2 separate regions of the Rattus norvegicus genome follow, and region 2 is linked to region 1. Evidence: chromatin contacts called from public Hi-C data. All regions are on one chromosome and are shown on one strand. Each heading gives the region's core, a stretch centred on a gene start, on an enhancer-like site or on the middle of the called end of the contact. The rest is flanking DNA. Distances are from core to core; before and after follow the strand shown. Region 1 holds the start of Rps19bp1 (ribosomal protein S19 binding protein 1). Region 2 overlaps Fam83f (family with sequence similarity 83, member F).

The links. A called contact is a pair of places that touch in the nucleus more often than the background predicts.
Region 2: a Hi-C map of hepatocytes shows a contact between it and region 1, with 2.6 times the contacts expected there. The contact joins the enhancer-like site here to the promoter of Rps19bp1 in region 1. A contact is called at or near these places in 1 of 12 Hi-C or Micro-C datasets (hepatocytes) and 1 of 1 datasets of contacts at active chromatin or transcription factors (oligodendrocytes).

The regions. Positions count from the first base shown.
Region 1 is chr7:113,691,127-113,695,257 of GRCr8, forward strand. It overlaps Rps19bp1 (ribosomal protein S19 binding protein 1), which reads right to left and starts at 1,897. Exons shown (of 4, transcript NM_001420251.1): 1 at 1,836-1,897; 2 at 1,593-1,727. The coding sequence starts at 1,887.
Region 2 is chr7:114,095,616-114,100,241 of GRCr8, forward strand. All of the region lies in intron 1 of Fam83f (family with sequence similarity 83, member F), which reads left to right. Among named protein-coding and RNA genes, the nearest start is that of Fam83f, 6.6 kb to the left of the region's middle. Within about 2 kb of position 3,341, at least 10 of the 93 cell types and tissues checked have an H3K27ac peak or open chromatin away from gene starts, as enhancers often do.

The sequences.
Region 1 (4,131 bases), core at 647-3,146:
TCCTGTGTCTTGAGGAGCTCCTGCCTCAGGACAGAAGTAAAGGGAACCCCAATAACCAGGCAGGAAGGCACTTTGACATGGGAACTGGCGCAAACCACTAGTGTCACACATGCCTCCTCGCTCCACCTCTGCTCACCATGTTTCCTCTTGAACTTCAAACCTTTTAAGAAGGGCTCACATGGGTGTGGTGGTGCATGCCTATCATCCTAGCGCTTAGGAAGCTGAAACAGGAAGACATTTAAGTTCATGGTTAGCCTGTGCTGCACAGTGAGGTCCAGGCCAGCCTGAGGCACAGGGCGAGATCTTGTCAAAACAAACTAAGTCAAAACAACACCACCATCGCCCAAGCTGGGAGAAACAAACAATGAAACCCAAACACCTCAGCTCCCTTTATAGAGCCCATGGAGTCAAAGAAGAAAGCAGTATAACCATCCTGTGTCCCTTCTCAAGTCTTACTGAGCCACATCCCCTAAGATGCTCTATTTGAAACAAGCCTTCTGCTTTGCAGACAGTTCACCGGTAAAGCACATCAACTCACTTCTCTGCTATCCCTACTGTGATGGAAGGCACTGTCACCTGAGCAGAGCACATTAAGAACGACAGCACAGGGACACACTGCCTCACTTCCACTTGCACCACCTGGGCAGGCGCCTGTTTCTATAATTGCTCACCTCACAGGGCTGCTGTGAGGGTCAAATGAGTCAACACTTTGACGGTGCTCAGGCTAACTGTTGGCTGAATGCTTCATTTATATACCCACTCATTCGTGCTTAAGTATATGTATGTGCACCCCAAGTGAGGGTCTGTGGAGTCAGAAAAGGGTATCTAATTCCCGGACCTGAAGTTACAGGGAACTGTGTGCAGCCAGCCATGTGGGTTTCGGGAGCTCCAGATCCTCTGCAAGAGCATCAAGTGCTCTTAACCATTGAGCCAGCCCTCTATCCCTGACTGATATACTCCGTCTTGACTCTTGCTCATGACTTATTACCCATTAGCCTTCTTTCTTCCAAATTCTCATGCCTTTCTGGGTAAAGCAACCCTCCTTTTTACCTGGCAGCTCTTACACTCTCTCAGGTGCTCAGCCTTAACATTTCTTCCAATTTGGCTTGTTAGTTTGATTCTCCCTCGGTGCACTCTAGAGTCTTTTATCTCACAAGCCTCACGCACTTGGCAAAAACCTGCTGATGCTTCTCTCCCCGCTAAGGTTAGAGCTCACTAGGGCTGGATCTTGCGTTTCATTTGCTCCCACGATCAGGTCTTGCCCTGAACTCATCAGGTAGTCAGGAAAGTAACAGCACTTCTGATTCTCCTGCCTCCACCTCCCAAGGGCAGGGATTACAGGGAATGCCACCACTACCAGGTTTTCCCCTCTTTCCCTCAATCTGTTGACGGCTACATAGCAGATAGCAGCAAAGAAACACAGCTAAGAGCCCAGACATGGAAATTAGATTCCCTGGGCTCGAAACCTGTCCCCCACCATTTTAACACTTTTTATCTTTTCCTTGTTGAATCTCGGGTAACTTCTGGAACACCAACTCGAAGGCGCTGCCCCAAATCCTGCGAAGCACTCGGAGTCTTCTTTCCCAGCTCACCTAATGCGGACTTAGGTACTTTTCCCTTCGCTGAGTTCCGTAGTTTCACGGCCTGTTTGGCCTTGGCTCTCGCCCTCCGGGTCTGCTTCACCGGAGTCCCGCTCGCCTTGGCCTGGCCGGGTACGGCACGAGGAGCTGTAGGGAAAGGCAACGAAGGACCGAGTTGGAGGACGCGCTTTCCCTTTCCACCCGCCCAGTCGGCCCTCCTTCACAGCGCGACCACGCAGGATAAGCCCTCCTTACCCTCGGACGCCTCTAAAAGCTCCAAGCCGCGCCGTAACAACGCCGCCGACATGCTGCCAAGCCCCGCCCACACGCTGCGAGTTACTTCCGCCCTGGCGGTGTTCGCTCCTCGGCAGAAACTGGAGCCGGAACCCAGGGTTCCGCAGCGAGCGGAAGTACCACGTTAGAACGCAGGCTCAATGGCTTTCCTCTAGTCCTAGAGGAGCCGGGAACTAGGAGCGTGTCCGAGGCGCAGAAGCCACAGTTGTTCAATTTCTCAGTAACAGGTCTCTTGTGACCCAGGCTGTGTGGACAGACTCGACTTCTAGCCTCATTGGTCAATTCTGTCCAGGGGCTAAGTGTTGAATAGTCTGAGTTCCTGCAAAAGAAATGGTTCTTTTTATTTTCTTTTAAGACAAGGACACATATAGTCCAGACTGTCTTTGAACTCGATTGTAGCTGAGAATGACTTTGAATTCCTGATCCTTTTCTCTGGGCCTCCCAAGGGCCGGAATTATAGACCCAAATCACTCTGCTAGGCTTAGACAGTTTTTCATGAACTTCAAAGCAATACACCGGTCCTGCGCACTGTAAGAATCTGTATGAGAATCATTAAAGACATTTGCCAAGGAGGTTAGGTGTCGAACTTTGTAATCTTACTACTTGGGAGACTGAACAGAGAGTATTTGCTGTGAGTTTCAGGCCAACTTGGGCTACATAGCAAGACGCTGTTTCAAACAAACAAACAAACAAACAAACAAACAAACAAATTCAAGCCAAACCAAAAATCAAACCAAAAGAAAAACCTAAACAAACAAACAAAAAATCCCAGAAAAACAAAAATCCCCCAAAACAAAACAGAGAAATAAAGACATTTGCAAACACGTGATTTTGTTTCGAAAAATACAGTTATTTGCTGCAAAATGCTGTTTATGTTGTTAAGCAATGAGTTGGTTGTTAAGTAAATCAGTGAATACTGCTGGGCACAGTAATATGACACGTAGAATACCAGCACTTGGGAAGCTGAGGCAGGAGAATGGCAAGTTTCAGGTCAGCTTAGATCATATAGCTACATTCCAAATTCTAGACCATAATTCTGGGTTACATATAATAAGGAGAGCTAGGATGTATTAATAGCTTGGTGGTAGAATGCTTAGATTTAATCCCTAATATTGAAAAAAGTTCAGTGTTTAGTCTGATAAATCAATAAATATTACAATCAATATTACACATAGATGTAAATATTCTCTTGATAAATACTACACATAAATGTTCTCTGGTTACCTGAGCTTTTGTTTTTGTTTTTAATTTTTAAAAAAATACATGGATTTTTGCCTGCATATATGTCTGTCTGTGCACCACAGGCGTACCTTGTCCCTTTGGAGGTCAGAAGTGAGCAGATTCCCTGGAAAGGAGTTACAGACTGCGAGCTGGAGGGATGGCTCAGTGGTTAAGAGCACTGACTGCTCCTCCAGTGGTCCTGAGTTCAATTCTCAGCACCCACGTGGTGGCTCACAACCATCTGTAATGGGATCTGACGCCCTCTTCTGGTGTGTCTGAAGACAGTGACAGCGTATTATATGTACAAATAAATAAATCTTTTTAAAAAAGGAGTTACAGACTGATGTGAGCCATAGTGGAGGTGTTGGGAACAGAACCCAGGTCTGTTGGAAGAACATCTAGTGTTCTTAATCCTTGAACCTTCTCTCCAGCCCTGAGTTTTTAAGATTGAAAAGGGCTTATTAAATCAAAAAGGCTGAGAATCTCTAGTCTAGAAGTGTCTCTTCTTCACTACTTTGGTGTGTTTTTGCAGTGCTGGTGATCAAATGCAGAGACTCTTGAGTGCCAGACAGGCTTTCTAACCTCCAAACACTGAAGAAATTCTTTTTTGGCTGTGAGGAGAAACTCTGCCCGATTTATTTCACTTGTGGAGGCTTCTAACCAGCACCTGTGGAAGTCATGAAGCTCCAGCCAGTCTGTGAATGAGGAGTGAAAATGAACATCTGGACTCATTGGACCAACAGGTACTGAGAGGTTTTTTTATTAATTTTTTTATTTATATTTTTTGGCATACCTGATGCTGTAGAACGTGACACAAAGAAACAGCTGATTTTTCCCTGGACAATCCTCATTGTCAAAACTCTACTAACTAGTCCAGAAGGGAGACACTTGTAATAACAAACTCTAACAAGAGTCAAGTCCCTGTTGTGTTTCACATGAGTAAACTTCATTTTCTGACGTAGGTATCGTTTGTCCAACATTTCTTGAGGAAGGAAATAAATTCATCGCATGTCTGTCCACATTGCAACCATGTGAC
Region 2 (4,626 bases), core at 2,091-4,590, 410 kb after region 1:
TGTCTACTTAAACTCTAAGCCTTTTAGGAACCCTGGCCTGTGCCGTGCTAACAAGGAAGACCAGGGAAAGCTGCTACTGCTTGGGCAGCTTGGACATTCAGGGAGCTTCCTACAGCAAAACCCCTTGGAAAACTGGGAAGTCAAAGAGTCAGAGGAACAGACAACCTCAGTCCGGGCTGGCCATTTGGAGGGCCTTGCACTCCTCTGATCATGAAGGTCTCCTGTATGCTAAACGTGCATTAGTGGAAAAGAGGTGGACGAGACATGCCCCTGCTCTAAAGTAGCAATAGTCTGCTAATCCATCCTTACAATTCAGTATGACAAATGCTTGAGAGAAGGCGTGGCAGGGGAGACATTAGTCCCACCCCCAAGCCAAGTTAGCAAAGGCTCTTTGAAGTTGTCTGAACGCCTGATCTAGCAGGAAGGGTGAGGTGGCACCAAGCCTCTGCCTGTCCTTAGGACCAGTGGGATCCATCTGACTCCTGACTCCCATATTCCCAGGTCCCACATTCCAAATACACCAGCTTCTCACTACTCCATGAACGGCTTGATTTCCTTGGTTCTACTGTAAGGCAGACATTATTCTCTTGTCACAGAGGAACCCTGAGGTACAAAAGAATGAAGTAGACTAAGGCTGAGAAGACCTGGAGAAAGGCTCCAAAGCACAAGGTGTGGTAGATGAAGCGACTTTGGCCAGACAGGTGTTGGGAGGCAAGGGTGAACACCTGGAATGCAGTGCCCAAGGAGTATGGCAAAGTCTTGGCCATCTCACCGAGGGACCTGGTTTTTCAAGGGAACGGTTATCTTCTTCCGTGGCCATCAGTCTCCAGCCACATTCAGCAAATGGTACCAAGTTGAGTGCCTTCTCTGCACCAGGTTCTGTGCCAGTGATTGATATACAGAGAAGTAGATGTTGTCACTCCCTGGGGAGGGGAGGTGGCAGTCATCTCCCTGCCTATGGTTAAAGTACTTACCAGGCAAGCATAAGGACCAGAGTTCAGATCACCAGAACCCAGTAAATGTGGGTGACTGTAGTGTAAGTTTCAATCAGAGAAGGAGACAGGTAATCCCAGAGCAAACTGGTTAGCAAGATTAGCATTGGACACGCCCTGAGTGCAATTGAGAGACCTTGTCTCAAAGAATCAAGTTGGAAGAGCTGTCAAGCATGATTCCCAACATGCACATACATGTGCACCCACACACATGTGTGCTAATATACATGCACACCACATAGGTATGAAAACTGAAAAAGGAAAGGGAAACTTTCATAGTGTTTACGATTGTAGAGTTGGATAATACACTTGCTCACTTTCACCGCACTCATCACTGGTCTTTTTCTAGCTCCCTTTGTCTCATCCTTCTCCCTTTCTACCTCAGCAGGGCAATTGATTAGCTGAACTGCCCCTCTCCCACACTTTTCAAAACAACCGGGACACTCTCTGTAGCTCAAGTTGTATTACTACATAGTACAAACTAGCCTCAAACCTGCAATGATCCTTCCACATCGGCCTCCTCAGTATAGGCGTGTGTCACCATGCCCAAGCCTGAGCTGCTCAGAGAAGCTAATTTAAATGCACAGAGCCAAAGGCAGCCTCTCCGAGTAGCCCAGGGGTCTGCAGTTCACACATATTCTCCCCTCTCAACTCTTCTGCCCTCCCACAAGTGATTAGTCTGCATGACCGTTGTCTCAAACACACGTGGGCAGTTCTGGGGTCCTTGTCCCATGCGAGCTTATGGGTAGCAGCCCTGATACAGTTCTAGCTGAACAGCCCTCTGCTCTGGTTCTTGCCCTGGCTTGTCTGGGCTTCCCCTGACATCTCTAGGCACTTTGTCTATGGAGTTTTAAGTCTGTCTCTGTGCTCAGTCACTGCTTTGGGGAGCTGAGATCTCTGAATAATGGAGCCCAACTCTCAGGACAGTGACCAAAGGCAGGCTTTGGAGTTGAAGGGTCTTATATCTTCTGTCTTGATCCAGTCATCCTCTTAGGAGCTGGTCTTCTTTGGATGAATCTCTTCCCACTTGAGTCTGCTGACCAATAAAATAGATGGGACAGTGTCTAGGTTTTTAGAGACTTTAGGAAAGGAGGGGTCGTCTGTGGAAGCTAAGCTTACCAGCAGCAGACATGTTAATTGTCCTGATAAATGGCTGCTTCTTTGTGTGAGCAAGAAAGGGGAGCTGCACTGGGAGTTGTGAGACTCAGGGCCTGAGGCTCTGGGGAGATCCATTCTCTGTTTCTGTATAGAAACTCAGCACCTGCTAGGCAATCCCCCTCTTAGTGTACTTGTTGGCCATGCTTTGATGAAGGTAGAGGAAGATGGCCCTTAGCCTGTGACACCCAAACCCTTAGGCTGGAATCCCTTTGGACTCTCCTATGAGTAGGGAGTAACACAAAAGCATGGAAACATCCACCCCGCCCCACCCTGCCTCTTACACGGGGGGGGGGGGGGGGGGGCGGGGGGGGGAGTTTACTTGAGGTACACTGGAAAGGCCTGACTACCTTCATGGGCTCAGCCAGAGTCTAGCAACAGTCCCCAGACCTTTGACTATAGGGACCTCCAGCTTCCGGGGAGAGGAGTCACCAGCTGGAAGTGAACTAGGCTGCTAAGCTGACTGTAGCTTGGTCCCTTTCTCTCTTTGGGGAGGGTGGGTTAGCCTCTTAGAAATCTTACACTATGGGTTCCTAAAATTCTGACAAAAGTGTGCCCTTCCACTAGTCCCAGAGTAGAGCATAGGAAGTGGGGCTTTAATACACATTCTTGATCTCTGGGATTCCTGGTTGTAAAGCAGGGTCTGTTGGCCAGAAATCTCAGAGAATCCAAGCCATCACCAGAGAAAGGCATCTGATGCTGGAAGCCAGGAAGGGGAGAACCCTCATTCTTGCTCACTCTAGCTGCCTCTTTTACTTGCTTGACCCAGGGCTAATTATTTAACTTAGCTGGGCCTCTATCTCTGTATCTATAACATGGGGGTAATTTTTGCTGTGATGTTTTCAAGGTTGTACTAAGAATCACCTCAAGGAGTGTGTCTTGAGAAGAGTGAGTGATACAGGCAGACAAAAGGATTTCTGTGAGGCAAGGTTAAAACTGTTGAGAAAGGAGAGAGCCTGTTTCCTTTAACCCTGAGGCTCATGGGACATTTGAGGTTCCAAGACCAAAAGCCCACCCAGATGTGTCTGTCCTTGGGCAAGTGCACGTTATTCTTGGGAACTGTACTTTGTACTTTCTCTTCCCTCTGGAACTTCCAGAAACATTCAAAATGTATTTGTCATCGGTATGCTTTGCCAGTCCGATCCTGGAGGCTTGTAAACTGGCTTTGGAGACAGACAAGTCCGTGACTGTTAGCTGCCCTGATCTGGGCTGAGTCAGGGAGAGAAGGCAGTGTCGGGGCAGGTAACACAGGCATAACATAGGGCGTGTGAGTAGAGTCTCCATATCGTCCTCTTTGGGGATGTAGCCCCTGGTCTTGTGATTTCTCTAAAAGGCAAGGACCCTTTTAGGAATTCCCATACTAACGCCCCTCCCCCTCCACATTCTCAGCCCTCAGGATGCTGCCCCCGTTTGGCTGGCTGCTGGCCAGCCCTTCCTCCTCATGGAGTGTACAAAGCCGAGCCTGTTCTGGGGCTAGCCGCCAATCTGAGCTGGGAGAAAGCAGGGAAAAGAACAGAGGTCTTGCAGGGCTAACTGCCTGCCCTGGCTCCTGGCATTGACTAGCATACCCTAGGTATCCCCTACCCCAACTCCTCAGGTACACTGAGCAGTCAGCCTTACTTGGAGCTCTGGCTTTCTCCAGATTTCCCTTTCCTTCTCTGAACTCCATGGAGTCCTCACTTGCTAATGATCCCAGAATTTTAGCTCTGGAAGAGGGCCGATGGCTTTCTAATGATCAGTGTCTCTGGCCCAGCTTCCTGATGATCTGTACTCTCACCCTGGATACTGTTTGCTGGCTGGCCATCGTTGTGCTGGGCACGTGGGAGGCTCTGGATAAGTCAGTCTCTCTCTCTCTCTTTCTCTCTCTCTCTCTCTCTCTCTCTCTCTCTCTCTCTCTCTCTCTCTCTCTGTTAGTTGTGTGGTGGGTTAGAAGGTGAGACCAGGACTCCTCCTTTCTGTAGCTCCTGGAGGGCAGAGTGGGGAAGACTTTAGCTTCTCCTCCCAAGGGGTTTTCACTGTCCAGAGAATCCCCCATTGGCACTGCCACTCAGTGTGTCTTATTATGTGCCAGTTACCAGAAATTGACAGGTGAATTAATGTGAGCCTTGCCTAGGTCTCTAATGGGTGAGGCCAAAAGAAGATACAGTGAGGAATGGCATGTGGGGATATGGTATTGATAGCTATTATTTATTGGGTACTTAAGCTAGATATTTGGTTTTTGCAATGCTGAAGATCCAGCCCGGGGCTGTGTGTGCTGGGAACAAGCTTCACTCACTAAACTACATCTCCAGCCCAACAGCCCTTTAGACTATGCAATAACAGTCCAGCAATTGACTATTTTATAGCTGAGGGAACGGAGGGTCAGAGAGGATGAGGTCACACTGCTGGTCAGTAGTGGAACCGGATGGTAACTGACATGAGCCTGAGAGTAGGCTTGCCTATGTCTACTGAGTTCCCAGTGAGCCAAGGCTCACTGAAG